2 separate regions of the Hordeum vulgare genome follow, and region 2 is linked to region 1. A link is a contact called in public Hi-C data. All regions are on one chromosome and are shown on one strand. Each heading gives the region's core, a stretch centred on a gene start, on an enhancer-like site or on the middle of the called end of the contact. The rest is flanking DNA. Distances are from core to core; before and after follow the strand shown. Region 1 holds the start of LOC123426816 (ferric reduction oxidase 7, chloroplastic-like). Region 2 holds the start of LOC123426817 (potassium channel KOR2-like).

Region 1 (5,168 bases), core at 1,351-3,850:
GTCACCCACATCAGCAGACCAGCCACCAAACTGATCACACCGGGTAAGTTTGCTATTCCGACTTGTTTCCATTGGGTCAGCTATAAAGAAGGCCAAGAGTACCATTAATAGGTTCTAATACGAGAGAACTAATATGCTAGTAATATGCCCTCAGTCCAAATTTGCATACTTTTTTTTTGCAAGGTCAAATTTGCATACTTAACTGCCAAAAACAGAGTTGCATACTATCTTTCAGGCATAAAATAGTTTTCAGGCATATATGCCCTTTCTATTACTTTCATCACATAATGGTTGCTTGTTTGCAGAAACAATATGAAAATTACACATAACAAAATTGGCAGTAGCAAATAATCACTCTAAGTAGTTATATATATTATTTGAACTTACTTCTTCTATTAGGCGCCCCAGTAGGGAATACGAGATCACATAGCACAAGCCGTGCAGCGTAAAGAGAGCCATTGTGAGATGCCCCAACCAGACATGGTATCTAGTAGCATGCTCAAATGGAATGTCAATAATCCGGAGAAGAACTGAACCCCTTGAGACAGGCAGGAATAAGAAGATCATGCAAAACAAGCCAACTGATCCGAAGCGGAGGCCTATGAGAGCAAGTAACAACTCACTGCAAGGAAAAACTTGTGCTGTCTTAGAACTGTGCTGAGATGGCAACTAATTTATAATGCTACAGGCTATGCTTCAGCAATATCGTCAGTCTCACTAGCAGCATGTGAACTGAACATTCTGAATCAGTTACAGGACAACAAGGTATCATCAACTCATCTCAATATGTATCTGACATATACAGAGAACTAATTTAAGTTACTGCAGATAGATGTTCGCATCTACTAGTGTAGTCTTGTAACTATTTCTCTCCTTCTATAAAAATACGGCACGCAATTGGGTACTCTCGAAAAAAAAAAGTTACTGCAGATATATGTGTATGTTTCATTTTGATTTCTACGTGAACTAAGTGATAGCTCTACAAATGAATATACAATGATCCATTCTCCACCAGCCTTTTCTGGACGTCATAACTTCAGTTTCAACTACATAAAACTTAACTCCTCAAAGAACTAAATAATACTCGAGGCTTAATCATGTATTGACACCAAAATCATTACTATAGGCTCAGTGATGTGAATGCTATGGTATCATTAAATAAAAATACAATTCCTTAATTTTAATCTCAGTAACTATAAAGATAACAACAGGATTTGTTGATCAGTACTGGCATGAAACATCTTTCACTAACAGGTTTCGTTCATAACACAACATACCTGCGAGTAGTCGGTGGCAAGTGCGCTTGGGAGATGAGGCTCACACTGTCTACAACATAATAGGTCATCGAGAAGACAACATAGACGATGAACATGACGATCCCGATAAACTCAGCAGCGGAGACAACCCCGAACGGACCATCGACAAGAACAGGATAAGTCCAGAGACGGAAACTCAGCGACCTCAGCTTCTTCTTTCTGGTAGCAAAGAGCAGGTAAGTAATTAACTTTTGCAGCATGAGGCAGGCCAATCTTATCGTGATACTACTCCCTCTGATCCAAAATAAGTGTTGCAGTTTTGAACTAGGGTTAGTTCAAATCTGCGAACTTATTAATTACTTCCTCCGTCCCAAAATTCTTGTCTTACCTTTGTTTAGAAATAGATGTATCAAAATACTAAAACTTGACTAGATACATCCATATCTAAACAAATCTAAGACAAAAATTATGGGACGGAGGGAGTATTATGGGTACGAGGTAGTACTATTTGTTACGAGTTTCTATGGTGGTTCAGTTCATCCTGCTAGTTTTCATGTCAAAATGAGGAAGCATGTGTAACTTCTGCGATTGCAATTGCAAGATTTTGCTAATATTCAGAGAATCCAGTGCTTGAAACAAAAAAAGGATATCCTGAAGTTTTAGTGCAGGTAGTCTATCAATTCAGGGAAAGAAAGGGCTCATCTGAATCATCAACCCCTAAATAAAGGAACTGGAAGCACCGAATTGCCGCAAAATTCATACTCACCCGACGTGATCACCCGGGAAGGCGAAGATGTACACATATGCCAGGGCTGCAATGATCAGAATCGGCCCGCTGAAGAAAAGAAAAACGCTCCCTGCGAGAAGCAAGAAGAGGAAAAGGGGAACCCAATTAGTAATGACGAACCCCTGTCACGAGAGCGATCAGCACCTACTTTCCCCTGCCTCGGTGGTACCGAGGAAAGAGGGGGCAGGAATTCTTGGAGGCTGCGTACCGGTGAGGCCGGTGATCAGGCCCTCCGTGCTGGCGATGGCCGCCCACCGGCGGAACGCCGCCTGCACGGGTGCGGTGGGGTAGAAGAAGATCCCCGCCGCCCAGGTGAGGAACACCGCCCACATGAGGAACTTGAGCACGGACCTAGCCAGGGACGGCAGCACGGCCGGCGAGCCCTTCGCCCCGGCGGCGGCATTCTGCAGGAGCGGCTCCCGTTCTTGGGTCATGGCGTGGCGGCGAGGGGGGGTGAAGGAAACGAGTGAACCGGCGGGAGGGTGGTCTGGCTGTGGGTGTTCCCGTACCGGGACCCGCTGCTTTATACGGTCCAGAACTCGACGTACGAGGGTCTCGTTGGTAGTGATAACGGCGACTGCGACGGACGGTTTGCCGGGTTGGGGTGCAGCCGTGCAGCAGCAGCATGCATACGCGCGACGCGAGCGCCATGGATAAAAACATACTATATTATTTTCTTAGGGGTGAATACTGAATACATATATTGCTAGCTGTTGGTTGTTGTTAATGGCGACGGCGATCGTCGGACGGGGGCCGGGAGGGTGAAGCCGATGCGTCTTTCACACCGGCTCCTCAGGTGGGTGGTCACGCCCAACGTGACCGTAGAAAAGCGGCGAGCCACACAACCAGCGTGTGTGCCAGAGCAGAGTTGGATCAGAGCCACACAACCCGCACACAAGCGGTGATCCAACCGTTTCTTTTTCGTGGATAAGATGTACTGAACACTGTTCTTTTTTAGAACGGTAAACATTTGCTGTTGATTCATCCAAAAGAAAAGAACGTGTTATCTGTTCATTGTTTTGAGTGGCCAGGCTGCAACCTTTTTCGCCGTTTGTGATACTCTATATGCAGAAGAACCTGGCTAGCGGATTTGTTGAAGGGAGTTCAGTGGATTAGGAAGATGTAGGCTTTTGACTGCATTTGTGGTGTCTTTCCTTATTTTCTTTCTCTCTGCTTGTACAGTTTCTCCCCGGTTACATGTGTATTTTTGCCTCCTTTTTATTAATGATGAATGAAAACAGTGTATTTTTGTCAGAAAAAGAAAAAGGAGAACATGATGAAAGAAAGAAACGGTTTAAGAGGTGTGGTAAGAGTCCGACGAGCTTATTGTGCTTTACCAACTCGCCGTGTGCCCCCATTTGTCGCCCCTGGAGCCCTAAGAAATATGTCATCTATCTCAGTGATTTACCTGGCATATGACTCGGGTTCATGTCAAACCAACGACAAACCCCACTTGATAGAGCGGGAAAAACTTTAAAATCAGTAGAAACAGAAATAAACTCGATAAAAGGGCTATCATAGAGGAATTTATAATTTGTGCCACATGAGGTAAAAATAAAATGTCACAAATAGCATCTTGGAAATTCTTATCAAAATAATGTGGCTCGTCATAATTCATTTCCTAGATAGCCACCGTGGGCTCGCCATAATTCAAGGCATCCACATCTTATATAGTCATGAGATGTGGTAAAATATAGTAAAACACATTTACATCCATCTACCTGCTTGTCGAGGAAGTGTAATTTAGTCCCTAAACTCTCACAATGTCCCATTTTTGTTTTTATTGAGTGCGAACACGAGAAAAGGAGATCAACTAGGGTCCATGCCCTCGCATCTGCAAGACAGGCTTAAGAAGACCAAGGAGTAGCCCCAGTCCTCTAGGAACTCCAAGAAGCGGGCCATGAAGGAGGCCGGAGGGGCATGGCATGGTTTTAGCACGGATCCACAACTTCCAGGCACAACTGACCAAGCTCTCCTCCGTGGAGGGGACCCACATTTTCAAGCTTTGACGGTGTGTCCTAGGATTGTGATTGCTCATATCGATTTAAAGCAAGAGCCCTTGTAGAAACACTTGGTACACCTCACCGACATGCCCCCACATGGACCGCAAGAAAGTGACAAGGCAATCACCTAACTTGCCGCTCACCAACAAGTCCAAGCCGATGAACTCCTTAGATCTTGTCGTCACGAAGCATGAGGAATCGTGTGTCAAGCTCGAGGACCTGAAGGAGGAGGCAACGACAACAATGTGGGGCAAAGCGATGCTTGCTCGGAGAGATTCAAACGATGCCAAGCAAACGTTGGTGATAGAGGATGTGGATGTGATGTTCTAGAAAAAAAACATTTTTGGTACTATGGAGACCCAATGCACACACGAGCTCATCGACAAGATAAAATGCAGATTCATATATGCGGTAATGTAAGGTCATGGTGGCGAGAGCAAGCATCGAATTCAAGGTCGTCTTCTTGAACGCACTCCAACTTCGTTGGTGGTGTTTTTGTGTTTTTACTCCTCTGTTTTTCATCTTGACATGTCATGTTGACACAAAGCTAATACAACACGTTAGCTCGGTACATGTGGAGAATCTACTACAATGGATCATATACGGACTCCCCTTAACAAGTCCGAAGACCAAAGTGAAGAAAATAGTAAGGATACTCCCTCCCACTTTGATGAATTTGATGATATTAGATACGTGTCAAAAACGATCTTATACTATGGTACAAAGCAGTTGCGATTCTATTAGGAAGGCTTCAATAGGCTGACGCCTACCCTTTAAAATCCTATTTAAGTTAAATACTCCCTCCGTTTTTAAATATAAGTCTTTTTAGATGTTTCATTAAAAGACTACATACGGATGTATATAGACACATTTTAGAGTATAGATTCACTCATTTCGCTATGTATGTACTCTTCTAGTTGAATCCTTAAAAGACTTATATTTAGGAACGGAGGGAGTATAGCATATGACAGTTACATTAAGACGCTTTACATGCAATAATTTTCATGTATTTGCTAATTAGGCTTAGTAAATTGATGATTTGAGTCTATCCTTTGCTATCACGCTAGATTCGCCACTAGGACAGACGGAGTATTTTTGCGAGTGATATTAGATACATTTTAC
Region 2 (5,168 bases), core at 1,003-3,502, 310 kb before region 1:
AATCTAAACATGCTAAGTACAGATTTTTAAAAAAATCTTGCAAAATAAACGAGTAAATAAAAGATATATTTTGAGCACACCAACACAGGTGGACAGATTAGTGTGTTATAAGATCATCTGGTTCGGCCCGAGGAAACCCATACCTTTCTTCGTAGTGTTACAGATAAATGAATTTTTTTTCCCCAAATTCAAACCAAAAGGGTATGAACCTGGTATTGCACGTAAACCTGAGAATGGTTATTAAAAAACCGGGTGTAACGGTTCGGTTCTTACTTTGGGTTTGATTGGTTCAGGTTTTATTGGGCTGAGATTTGTTTAGTTTGGTTTTGGTTTGGGTATGTGGAGAAACCAGTTTGGGTATAGTTGGTTATGGGTTTAAACGGTTTGGTTATTAGCGGTTATAAACTATGGGTCCAAACCGGTTTCTAGGCATTGGTTATATGCAATAATCAACTACGGCCGAGAACGAGTATCTTTGATCCGCGTGCATGCTGTAATGCACTATGTAATTATGTATTATGGGGAAACAACAGATGAAAATCGGAAGTGTTTTCTTGTGCTTTCGCTAAGCAATTTGGTTTTAATACATTTGTTAGTGAGCTTATCAGCATGGCCATGTTCTTTTTGCCTCTTACAACACATGTCAATTTGTGCAATCATGTGTACATTAAAGGAAACCCATGGTTATGTATTGAGTTTAAACCCATGGTTATGTTTTGGGTTTAAATTGGTTTGGATGAAGAAAATAGTGGGTTTGGTTTTGGTTGGGTTAAAAATGACACTAAATGGGTATGGTTTAAGTATGGTTTTGAGAGATAAATGAATGTGTATAGTTCAAGTATGGTTCAAGTATGAAATCATTCTAATTGCACGTCCACTCGCCCACTCATTGATCAGTCTCAGGCTCTCAGCTCCTACGTTCTCTTATACTCCCTCCGTTTCAAAATATAAGACATTTTAAATATTTCACTAGGAGACTACATACAGAGCAAAATGAATGAATCTATACTTTAAAATATGTCTAAGTGTATCCGTATGTAGTTTATAGTGCAATCTCTAAAAGTCTTATATTTAAGAACGAGGGAGTAATGTGCATCTCATAGTTGGAGTTAGATTTGAGCAAACAGTTCCGAGAGCATCCGGGAAAACGCTCGTGCAGTTACCACGAACAACAAGGGATCTGAACCTGATCACACAGGATCCTCAATGCTGCTGGTGGCAACATGAGCTAGCCATGTCCTGCTGATCCCAGCAGTAGGGTCTTTGACCGGCACAAGCAGGTGATGACTAGTACTTTGAAGTTAAGATGACTAGACTGCATGCAATTGATGTGATAAGAAAAAAAAAAGCAGGCAGCACTTTGCAGCATGATTGCTACACCACTCATCCATGCAGTCAGTGCACAAAATTTTGTGAAACGGTGGTTAGAACATCTACAACAGGATCCTTTATTTTTACCCTAAAAGTCTAATGACATCTCATTTCGTCCATATATGTCCGCATTAGTCGGTATTCTTTAAAAACGATCAAATATGAGGATAATATGAGACCCTGACGTCACACGTCATAGCTCTTGCACCCTGTCCCACGTGCAGCCACCCACCCGAGCTCGTGCGCGCCCGTGTGCGGCCTTGCTTGCATGTGCAGCCGCCGCTGCGTGCTGGCCGGCTGGCCGCCGCCGCGTGCTGGCCTGCCCGTTGCGCTGTCGTACCCCGCCGCGGGCATGCGAGCGGGCGCGCGTGCAGCCGCCGTGGGCATGCAGCTGGGCACGCCGGGGTCAAGGGCGTACGCTGCAGCCGCGTGCTGTGTCTGCCATTGCTAGCCTAGCTGTCTGTTTTGCCGTCGTCATGTTGCTACCCGAGCTCGCCGTGGTGTTGCTAGCCCAGCTGCGGTGCTGTCCGCGTGCTCTGGTTGTGCCGCACGGAACGTGTTTGATGAAATGACTGATTATATGAAGGACAATTTGAGAGGTGTGGCTGCACAAACAAATAAATGAGGGCTCAAAGCGGGCATGCCAAACAAACTAAAACAACATGTAGAGAAAAAAAAAAAGGCGTAACAGATTGGGCGGCAGATTAGTCTGTTTGTTTAGGTGCAGTGGTACGTAGCTAGCCAGTGCTTGCACCATGCTGCAGCATGGAACGGCAGCAGCTTTGCAAGTGGTTTCCTTAAGCATTTAAAAGGTGATAGAGGAGGCGAGGTGGTGACACCATGCGTAACCAGAAGTGAACCCGATCGCCCCCAGTTGGGCAAAGCCCCCAACAACCACCTGCATCGGCCGAATGCTGGTGCCGTTCGTGCGCGGTGCGGTGCCCAATCACCCCTTATGTGCAACCAAAAGGTAGTGGCATCTGTGCGGGGCCACATGTCCGATCATATATGTATATATGTGTGCAGCGTCCTGTGCCTGCATTGCACTGCTCAGAGCAACACATTGAACACACGCAAATTATTAGGGAAGAAGAGGCATGGAGAGGGAGATTGGTGGTGCAGAGTATGAACTGAACGAGATCGATGGCGCGTTGCATGGCTCTGTTGGGAGCAGGCTCTCCCTCTTCGCGAGGGAGTTCAAGTGGCCAAGCAGCAGCAGCGCCTTGAGGCTCCCCAGCAATTGCTATGGCAGCAGCTTCGTCATCGACCCCAATGGAAGGTATGTAAGGTAGAGCTTAGAAGCCAGCTAGTGCTGAAAAAGATGATCTAAATGTTGCATTCAAAACCAATGGCTATTAACTGAGTGCCGGCCAATTGGAGAAAGAAGTTCTGCATGAGAATGATGAGATAGTACCATGCGGAGGAGGCGTGCATGGAAGCATGACGCTAGGCAGCCATGGTTCTTGATAATGTAATGTGCTCTGCTCTCCTCTGCTGCAGATGGTACAGGATGTGGTCGAACATGATGTTCCTGTGGTCCATCTACTCCGTCTTCTACACCCCCTTCGCATTCTGCTTCTTCCGGGGCATCCCCGAGCACCTGCTGGACCTCGAGTGCGTGCAGCTCATCTTCCTCGCCGACGTCGCCGTCCACTTCTACCTCGCCTACCGGGACCCTCACACCCACCGGGTGGTCTACGACCAGCAGAGGATCGCGCTACGGTCAGAGCTCACTTCTCACAATCAACTCAAGACAGAATAACTAATGTTTCTGAATATCTGAAAGTGTTCATTGCCTTTTCAGCTACATCAAGGGCAGCTTCGCCCTCGATATGCTCGGATGCTTCCCCTGGGACGCCGTCTACAAGGTAAATTAACTTGGTTCACGATCTCAAGAACCAGTAGGATCAGTATTGATGGTTCTTTTTAAGCCAATAAGAGCATCTCCAATAGTCTGTATGTTCAATCGTTGGTATAAATGTCCACGTCAGCAACCAACAACACATCATACAAGCTCTTCAATGGATTGCATGTTAACCGTATGTAAAATAACTAAATGGGTCCACTAAATGTTGAAGAAATGGGCATGCTTGCCTCGGAGCTTGTGCCTGAACCGTTGCTTCAAGTTCATACGGTTTCATTCTCTCTTTTCTTTTATTACGTGTCATGTCATCCAAATCGTCTATGTGACAATTTTACCAACGATGATCATACGACTATTGGAGATGCTCTAAAATACACCATTTGTCTGGAAAACACACATACTATGACACCATTGGTGTTCCTTGTGTGATCAGTTTACGGGGAGGATGGAGGTGGTGAGGTACCTGGTGTGGCTGCGGCTGTACAGGGCGAGGAAGATCCAGGGCTTCTTCAAGAAGATGGAGAAGGACATCCGCATCAGCTACCTCTTCACGCGGATCGTCAAGCTTGCCACCGTGGAGCTCTACTGCACGCACACCGCAGCCTGCGTCTTTTACTACCTCGCCACCACGCTGCCCCCGGCGCGCGAGGGGGGCACCTGGATCGGGAGCCTCACCATGGGCGACCAGAGCTACATCAACTTCAGGAAGGTCGACGTGCTCACCCGTTACATCACCTCCCTCTACCTCGCCATCGTCACTATGGCCACAGTCGGTAAACATCCTCCACGCCATGCATGTCCCAGGTGAAGTTCATGCCGTTCTTGATCTGACACAAAAACAAAACAAAAACGGAAATGTGCAGGCTATGGTGATGTCCATGCGGTGAACCCGAGGGAGATGGTGTTCATCGTGGTGTACGTCTCCTTCAGCATGCTGCTCGGCGCCTACCTCATCGGGAACATGACGGCGCTCATCGTCAAGGGGTCCAGGACCGAGCGCTTCCGCGACAAGATGACGGAGCTCATCAGGTACATGAACAGGAACCGGCTGGGCAGCGACATCAGCTCCCAGGTGAAGGCGCACCTGCTGCTGCAGTACGAGAGCAGCTACAAGAGAGACAGGATCGTAGACGACATACCGGCCGCGGTCCGATCCAAGGTACTGTTCAAGGTTTCAGGCTAGTTTTTCTCAGACCAAATAATAATACAGATGTGAATGATTGGCTTTAGATTCTTTCATTATGGGGTGCAATTTTAATTAGTTTGAGCATTTTGTTTTGCACATCTCCCAGACACTGTACCTGGAAACGGTCTCAAATGTGCACCTGTTCAGAGGATGCTCAGAAGACTTCCTGAGCCAGATTGTAAGAACTTGAGTAGACTCATGCTTGCCTCACTGCAGTTTATCTCAGGTAGACAGTTCATCTTACTCTTCAGTTGATGGTTTCAGGTGGTTAAAATACAGGAGGAATTCTTCCTCCCTGGGGAAGTTATTTTGGAGCAAGGCACTGTGGTGGATCAGATATACATTGTGGCACATGGATGTCTGGTACTACTTTTCACTGAATTTAACTATCTCCATAAACCAAGAGAAAACATAACTCTACTGTATAACTGACCTTCATCTATCATGCTCCATGTGATCTTACAGCAAGAGATCGGTGCCGTCGGAGAAGGCGGATCAGAAGAGATCGTCTCAGAGCTGCTGCCTTACGACATAGTCGGGGACGTTGCAGTGATCTGCAACACTCGACAGCCATACACAGTTAGAGTCAGTGAACTCTGCAGCCTCTTGAGAATTGACAAGCAGTCCCTGACCAGCACCTTGCAAATGTACCTCAAGGATAGTCGTCAGATACTGAGCAACCTACTCAAGGTACATCCTAATTTAGCAGTAGACTCATACTCCATCCGTTCCTAAATATAAGACCTT

The links. Hi-C and Micro-C count contacts between places; a contact is called where the count stands out from the background.
Region 2: a contact with region 1 is called in a Hi-C map of leaf, with 8 times the contacts expected there. The contact joins the promoter of LOC123426817 here to the promoter of LOC123426816 in region 1. A contact is called at or near these places in 3 of 6 Hi-C or Micro-C datasets (leaf and seedling) and 1 of 1 datasets of contacts at active chromatin or transcription factors (embryo).

The regions. Positions count from the first base shown.
Region 1 is chr2H:493,845,754-493,850,921 of MorexV3_pseudomolecules_assembly, reverse strand. It overlaps LOC123426816 (ferric reduction oxidase 7, chloroplastic-like), which reads right to left and starts at 2,600. Exons shown (of 9, transcript XM_045110715.1): 1 at 2,252-2,600; 2 at 2,023-2,113; 3 at 1,278-1,475; 4 at 388-622; 5 at 1-80. The coding sequence starts at 2,477.
Region 2 is chr2H:494,153,483-494,158,650 of MorexV3_pseudomolecules_assembly, reverse strand. LOC123426817 (potassium channel KOR2-like) reads left to right here and starts at 2,252. Exons shown (of 11, transcript XM_045110718.1): 1 at 2,252-2,650; 2 at 2,872-3,093; 3 at 3,176-3,239; 4 at 3,669-4,008; 5 at 4,099-4,394; 6 at 4,504-4,599; 7 at 4,686-4,784; 8 at 4,887-5,111. The coding sequence starts at 2,469.